Regions from separate parts of the Nomascus leucogenys genome. Here region 2 is linked to region 1. A link is a contact called in public Hi-C data. All regions are on one chromosome and are shown on one strand. Each heading gives the region's core, a stretch centred on a gene start, on an enhancer-like site or on the middle of the called end of the contact. The rest is flanking DNA. Distances are from core to core; before and after follow the strand shown. Region 1 overlaps PRKCE (protein kinase C epsilon type). Region 2 has its middle 14 kb from the start of PRKCE.

What was found. A called contact is a pair of places that touch in the nucleus more often than the background predicts.
Region 2: a contact with region 1 is called in a Hi-C map of a lymphoblastoid cell line, with 5 times the contacts expected there. The contact joins two enhancer-like sites. A contact is called at or near these places in 2 of 4 Hi-C or Micro-C datasets (a lymphoblastoid cell line and an unstated tissue).

The regions. Positions count from the first base shown.
Region 1 is chr19:40,772,475-40,775,876 of Asia_NLE_v1, forward strand. All of the region lies in intron 2 of PRKCE (protein kinase C epsilon type), which reads right to left. Among named protein-coding and RNA genes, the nearest start is that of PRKCE, 280 kb to the right of the region's middle. Within about 2 kb of position 1,922, the one cell type or tissue checked has an H3K27ac peak away from gene starts, as active enhancers do. A contact at or near this core is called in a lymphoblastoid cell line, where this site is marked.
Region 2 is chr19:41,069,476-41,072,937 of Asia_NLE_v1, forward strand. No RefSeq gene overlaps it. Among named protein-coding and RNA genes, the nearest start is that of PRKCE, 14 kb to the left of the region's middle. Within about 2 kb of position 1,841, the one cell type or tissue checked has an H3K27ac peak away from gene starts, as active enhancers do. A contact at or near this core is called in a lymphoblastoid cell line, where this site is marked.

The DNA of each region.
Region 1 (3,402 bases), core at 672-3,171:
CAGCCCTGCCCTGAGGCTAAGAGAGCAGATGGTTCTATGTGGGTGTGAACAGTCTTTAATTCTTCATTTCTGGGGTAACACTGGCTCCTGAGAATCCAAGAGGAACAGAGGGAGGAGAACAAGAAGAGGCTGAAGGGGAAGGGTCGGGACCCTCTGAGTGACATTAGTGGTGCATAACGTAAAGGCTGCTCTCACTGTAGAGAAGCCAGCATGGCAGCAAGGAGGGCGAATGGGCCTTGGGTCCAGCAAGACCTGCAGTCTGCTCCCAGATCCCCACAGTCATTGCTGAGCCTGTTTCCTCACCTTTTTAAAGAAAAGTGGGGCGGGGGAGGATAATATCTACCTTCCAGAGTTGGTGTGACAGAATGTAATCATTATCAAGTACCAGGTACACAGCAGGCATTCGATAATGGCAGCTGTTATTGGAACGATGATATATACCTACGAGTTTTCTTTTTTTTTTTTCTTTGAGACAGAGTCTCACTTTATCACCCAGGCTGGAGTGCAGTGGCACGATCTTGGCTCACTGCAAGCTCCACCTCCCGGGTTCACACCATTCTCCTGCCTCAGCCTCCCGAGTAGCTGGGACTACAGGCGCCCGCCACCAGGCCTGGCTACTTTTTTTTTTTTTTTTTTTTTTTTGTATTTTTAGTGGAGATGGGGTTTCACCGTATTAGCCAGGATGGTCTTGATCTCCTGACCTCATGATCCGCCTGCCTCAGCCTCCCAAAGTGCTGGGATTACAGGCGTGAACCACCACACCTGGCCATACCTACGAGTTTTCTTAAAACCAAATTGTCAAAAATGTGGGGCCTACCAGGTGTTAGCCTCTATCCCATAACATCGTGGCTCAGGTCACCCTCAGAAGGAGACACAGGGAGTCCTAAGTGTATTCTGGGAGTGACCTCTGTGTCAGACCAAGGGACACAGCTACGGCCGGGACACCAACAGCTTCTGCTATAACCTCCCAAATGTTTTTTTATTTAAGTGCAATTATTTTTATTTAAGTACAACTATGAAACTATAAAGGGAACATTTTTAGAGGAGTTAAAAAAAAACAGATGGACATGGAATCTTTTCTTCCCAGCCAAAGGGGATCATCTTGCTCATCCCCTGGGAGCACTCTTCTTTCATGATCACTGTCCGAGGAGCCCACAAAAGTCCAAGCATCTATGGAACTTAAAATACAAGTACTGGAAGGCTTGTGTCTGTACCAGGCTCTGGTCCTGATCCTGGAAATTCAATGTCACAGTCTGAACAGGTGAGTGCCTGCTGATTGATTATAGCCTGAAAGTACAAGAGGGACAGGCAGAGCTTTTGTCCCCGCCCCTTTTAATAAGAACATATACCTGCAGTAGGTTGTGGATTGGAGGAAGTCTCTCAGAGCTGGGAGGAGACATTCCCTACACCAATGGAAAATCTTTGGGTCCTGCAAAACCACGCTTCTTGCAAAACTCAAGTTAAATGAGGCCTTAGGGTGCTTAACTGTTAAGAAATAATAATAAGAAAAAGCAAAGATTATGCAAAACGACGGGTGCAGGGGCTGCAGGCTGTCCTTAGGGCATCCTCTGGCCTTGGTGGGTAAGGTTAGGAAAACCTGGCTGCATTCTCTGAACCCTTCCACCAGAGCCACACGGGGGCACACTAGTCAATGTTTTGGATGTGGGGCCTTCCGCTGGCTTCCTCTTGGTACAGAAACCTGGAGGAGGAGGACAGTGAGGGCAGAGGCGCTACTGGATGATTCCTTGCTTGGCCCACGGCCACCAAGCCAGTGACTCAGGTGGATTGTCCTTGAGTGATTCAAAACCACGTGGGTGCTGGCCCAAAGGTTTCCCCTTACTTTCTAAGCATGTTTCCAGCATGGCTGGGGCACGGGTTCCTGAGTTATTACTCAGGAGAGCAGGGAGAAGAATTGAGTAAATAAATGGAAGGTCTAATAACCTCTTAACCTGATACCAGGAAGGCAAGTGAGTAACCCCCAAGGGGTGCTTGGGGGCACAGCAGGCAGGGGTGGGCAGGGTAATAGCTTATTCTTCAGTGGTCACCATAGCATCCTGGGCGTGACCAGAGTGCTGGCCCTCAGTGCCTGCCCTCCTAGGGTGAAGGATCAGCCTCAAAGGCAGGGCAGCAGACTGGCTCCTGACAGAGCCTCTTGAGAGAGGGTCTCCTATGAGCACACACTGCTGCCTCACCAATAGACATCGGAACCCCAGGGGACAGATCAGGGACCAAACCCCAGCCATCGCCAGGCACTGCAAGACACCAGCCAGCCTGCACTCCAGGGCTCCAGTGTGCCTGCTTTCCGGAGCACAATGGGTCCAGGTGCACACAGACATAGCAGACAAACCAGAAGAGAAGGCATCTAAGTCGCCACCTTCTATCAATAATTCAGCTAAGCTGCAATTTTTTTTTTTTTTTTTGAGACAGAGTCTCACTTTGTTGTGTGGGCTGGAGTGTGGTGGCATGATCTCGGCTCACTGCAACCTCTGCCTCCTGGGTTCAAGCAATTCTTCTGCCTCAGCCTCCTGAATAGCTGGGATTACAGGCACACATCACCACACCCAGCTAATTTTTGTATTTTTAGTAGAGATGGGGTTTCACCATGATGGACAGGCTAGTCTGGAACTCCTGGCCTCAAGTGATCCACCTGCCTTGGCCTCCCAAAGTGCTGGGATTACAGGCGTGAGCCACCGTGCCCGACCCTAAGCTGCAATTTTATATGAAGACCTTGGAAAAGAAAAACACTTTTGTTTATAAATATGGTATAGTATGCAAATTTTAAAGTATTAATATTTTTTAGCTAAAACAGTACTTCAAAAGTTCTTAGCTTGAGGCCGGCTCTGAGAGGAGGGAGTTCATTTTCTTCTGCCCCACTTATCTTTGGTGAATGGAAGAATGTTTGTTTAATAAAAAGTCAGTAAAGCAGAGAATCATGCAAAGAAAAGATGTATGTACTTTAAGTATTTTAACTAACAATATTCAAACTGAAAACACTGAAAAACAAATATATGTACTCACTTGCCAATAACAGAAGGCCAAGTTCTTTAAGGTATGGTCCCCCTCATCATCTCTTACAGACAAACATTATCTATGATTTCCATTTCCATTTCCATTTTCTATTTGTGTGTGTGTGTGTGTGTGTGTGTCTGTGTGTGTAAGAGAGAGAGAGAGTCTCGCTTTGCTGCCCAGGCTGGAGTGCAGTCGCATGATCATGGCTCACTGCAGCCTCAACCTCCCAGGCTCAAGCAGTGCTCCTGCCTCAGCCTCACAAGTAGCTGGGACTACAGGCACATGCCACCATGCCTGGCTAATTTAAAAAAATTTTTTTTTTTGTAGAGACAAGGTCTCTCCATGTTGCCCACACTGGTCTTGAACTCCTGGGCTCAAGCAATCCTACTGCCT
Region 2 (3,462 bases), core at 591-3,090, 300 kb after region 1:
CTGGGGAGGTGAAGAGGTGAGTGCATTGGCATCAGGATTCAACAGGCAAGGCACTGTGCTGCACATGGGGAAACAAAGCCCACACTGCCCCCTAAGGGACCTTAACGGCCCCTCGGACACCTTGCTGAATGCTTTCAGAGGGGCACAAACTTTACTCCACCTTGGGTTAGGGTAGATGTCGCTCAAGCTTTTGCCTCAGAAGGATTTCCTATTTATGGTTAGTCTTTTCCCTACATCTCTCTCCCTCTACCTCTCCCCTGTCTTCCCTTTCTCTGAGCCTATTAGACCTCAAGGTTAACTTCTGACAAAGGAAGTTTTTCTGGCTCATTTCGTTCTTGCAAAAGCAAATGTAAGCTAACCAGGAACAAAGGCCAGGGACCTCAAAGCAGGTTGGTGTTCTTCCTGGAGCGTGAGAACCAAGTATGGAAGCCTTCTCCTAGGGCCTGAGATGTCCCAGGGAGCTTGGAGAAAAGGTGACACCCCTGCCGATGAAAGGGTCCTGTTAACCTCTAGGGTGTGGCAGCTCAAGGCTCTGCACTTTGGGACCATCCCAGGTGCTTCGTGATCTAGGAAAGGAAGGAGAAAACGATGCTGTCCTCACTCCCTGAAAACCACACCAGCTCCTCTTCCTTGCCTGCATCCTGCTCCTATTATTCCCTCTCCCAGGACTCTCTGGCCCATCCTGTGGGCCTCACCTTAGAAGGCATTTTTTCTAGGTGACTCTCCTGATCTCTCATCAGCCCACACTACATTTTATTGTCATCACTTGCTTGTTTCCCAAAAAGCAGAATTACAGTGGTGCTCATAAGGCTTAAGCTCTAGGGCCCTTCATTTGCTGTACTCCCTCCAAGCCCCAGTTTCTAATTTGGTGTTCTTTTTCCGAAAGAGGGCTCTCCAAATTGCTTAAGTTTCAGGTCCCACGAAACCCAGGTTCACTCATGGCCTTTCCCACTACTGTGCAAACTTCCTGAATCAAGGACTGTGCGTCAGATTCCATGGAGTATTTTTAGGGTGTGGAGGTCTTGCTAGGCTCCAATAAACATTTGTTAAATAAAAGAGAAAGGAAGAAAGGATTCTTAGCCAGTGCTTAGCTGCCCAGTCATTCTCATGAAGACTCCCCAGCACTGTCACCTGTGCAATCCAGATGGTTCGCATGGGGTGCCCGTCCCTACAGCACAGTGTAATGTGCAGGAGGAATCCATCTCGGAAGCTCTAGGATCTTAGGAAAATCACCTGCCTCTCAATGGGCCTCCATTTATTCAAATGCAATAGGGGGCTGTAGCCACTAATTACCAGTAAGTACAGTAGCTGGCACAACTGCTTCTCAGGAAATAGTTTCTGTTATATACACTGTCTCTTTGGAACATTTCATTCTTAATTCTTTTAGCTCTAGGACCTACAGCTTCCCCTTTCCCGCAACGTGGTTCCTGGATAATGGGGTTTTGGTGTGAAGAGTCAGGGCACACAAAGGGATTTGCCCTGTGCCCAGCGTCCCACTAAGTTTGGCTCCAGGACCAGATCTGGGTATCCCCCTATACACCGTTCCTTCCGACAGCGAGATGTAGAACTGCATGGAAAGAGTCAAAGAACTTGAATGATAATATAAATGAAATATAGGGAAACAATGTGGTTAAGTGCCTTTCCCTTCGCAGCCATGGTTTTCCAGCCATTTGACCCACTGGAACCCTAAGGTATGTATCTCTCAGTGCAGTAAAGGAGTAGTTATTTTTCTCTGTTTCCACAGAGAAGAAAGTGAGACCGAAATGACCTTGAGCCACATGACTGAAGTGCCAGGGTTGGCAAGCGGCAGACCCAGAGCCGCAGCGTAGGTCCATGTTCTTATCACCCTGGACGTGGCCCTCGTCCCCTGTCCTTCAGTGAAGGATTGATGCAAACATCGCTCAGTTCCTGCCCCGATTCACTCATCCTGTGAGAACCAGCATGTACATGCCAGATCTGACCCTGCTGCCACAACATTTAACGTGCCATTGTGGTTTTCCTCTAACAAGAACTGAGAAGTGGTCAATGTTTCGCTTGTTTTTTTTCTGGTGACATCCATACATTCATGTTTGCAGGTACCAGGGCTTGAAAATTCAACAGCAAAGTGGGTAAGATATGCGGTAGGAGGGCAGAGCGTGAGGAGCATTTTACAACTTATTACAAGTTTCGCTATTCATTTCTTAAAATAGTAGTACTAGTAACCACAGTGATAAAAGCTAACAACTATTCGTTGAGAACTATGTGCCAGAAATCAATATGTAACTTTTTTTTTTTTTTTTGAGACAAAGTTTCACTCTTTTTGCCCAGGCTGGAGTGCAATGGTGAGGTCTCAGCTCACTGCAACCTCTGCCTCCCAGGTTCAAGTGATTCTCCTGTCTTAGCCTCCTGAGTAGCTGGGATTACAAGTGTACGCCACTACACCCAGTGAATTTTTGTATTTTTAGTAGAGATGGGGTTTCACCATGTTGGCCAGGCTAGTCTCAAACTCCTGACCTCAGGTGATCCACCCACCTTGGCCTCCCAAAGTGCTGGGATTACAGGTGTGAGCCGCCACGCCCAGCTAATTTTTGTTTTTTAAGTAGAGACGGGGTTTTGCCATGTTGGCCGGGCTGGTCTCGAACTTCTGACCTGAGGTGATCCACCTGCCTTGGTCTCCCAGAGTGCTGGGATTACAGGCATGAGCCAGCACACCCGGCCTTAACAATTTTTTTTTTTTTGAAACAGTATCTCATTCTGTCACCCAGACTGGAGGGCAGTGGTGCAATCACAGCTCACTGCAGCCTTGACCTCCCATATTTAAGTGATCCTCCCACTTCAGCCTCCTGAGTAGCTGGAACCAACACCATCATGCCAGGTTAATTAAAAAATAATAATAATTTTTTTTTTTTATAGAGACAGGCTCTCACTATGTTTCCCAGGCTGGTCTTGAACTCCTGGGCTCAAGCTATCTTCCCACCTTGGCCTCCCAAGGTGCCGGGATCATAGGTGCAACCACTGCACCTGGCCTTGACAACTCTTTAATCATCAGAATAGCCAAACGAAATATATATTACCATATTTCTCCAATTCTAAGATGCACATTTTTGTCACATGCTAACATCTTATGTAATAATCCATGATGAGAAAGTACTGGCATACTACCATAGTTGCTGGTGAGTGTTTTGTTTTAATCTCTTGTAGTACATTACATTAGGATACCTTTTATAAATGAAGCCAGTAAGGTGGTAAAAAAAATGTAAGCAATGTCCACAGGATCATCCCACATCGAGTAGGTAGCAGAGCCTGGATTTATAGACAGTTGGTCCAACTCCAGGGCTCCCCCATTTGTTTGCTTACTGGTTTGTTTTGCTATCTGGGCCATCCTTCAGACATCTTTTCTCATAGTCAGCCATAGGTCTATCCTTCAGGAGCTGGGCCCATGCCAACTTCACAATCTGCAAAACAGGAGATATACATATAGCT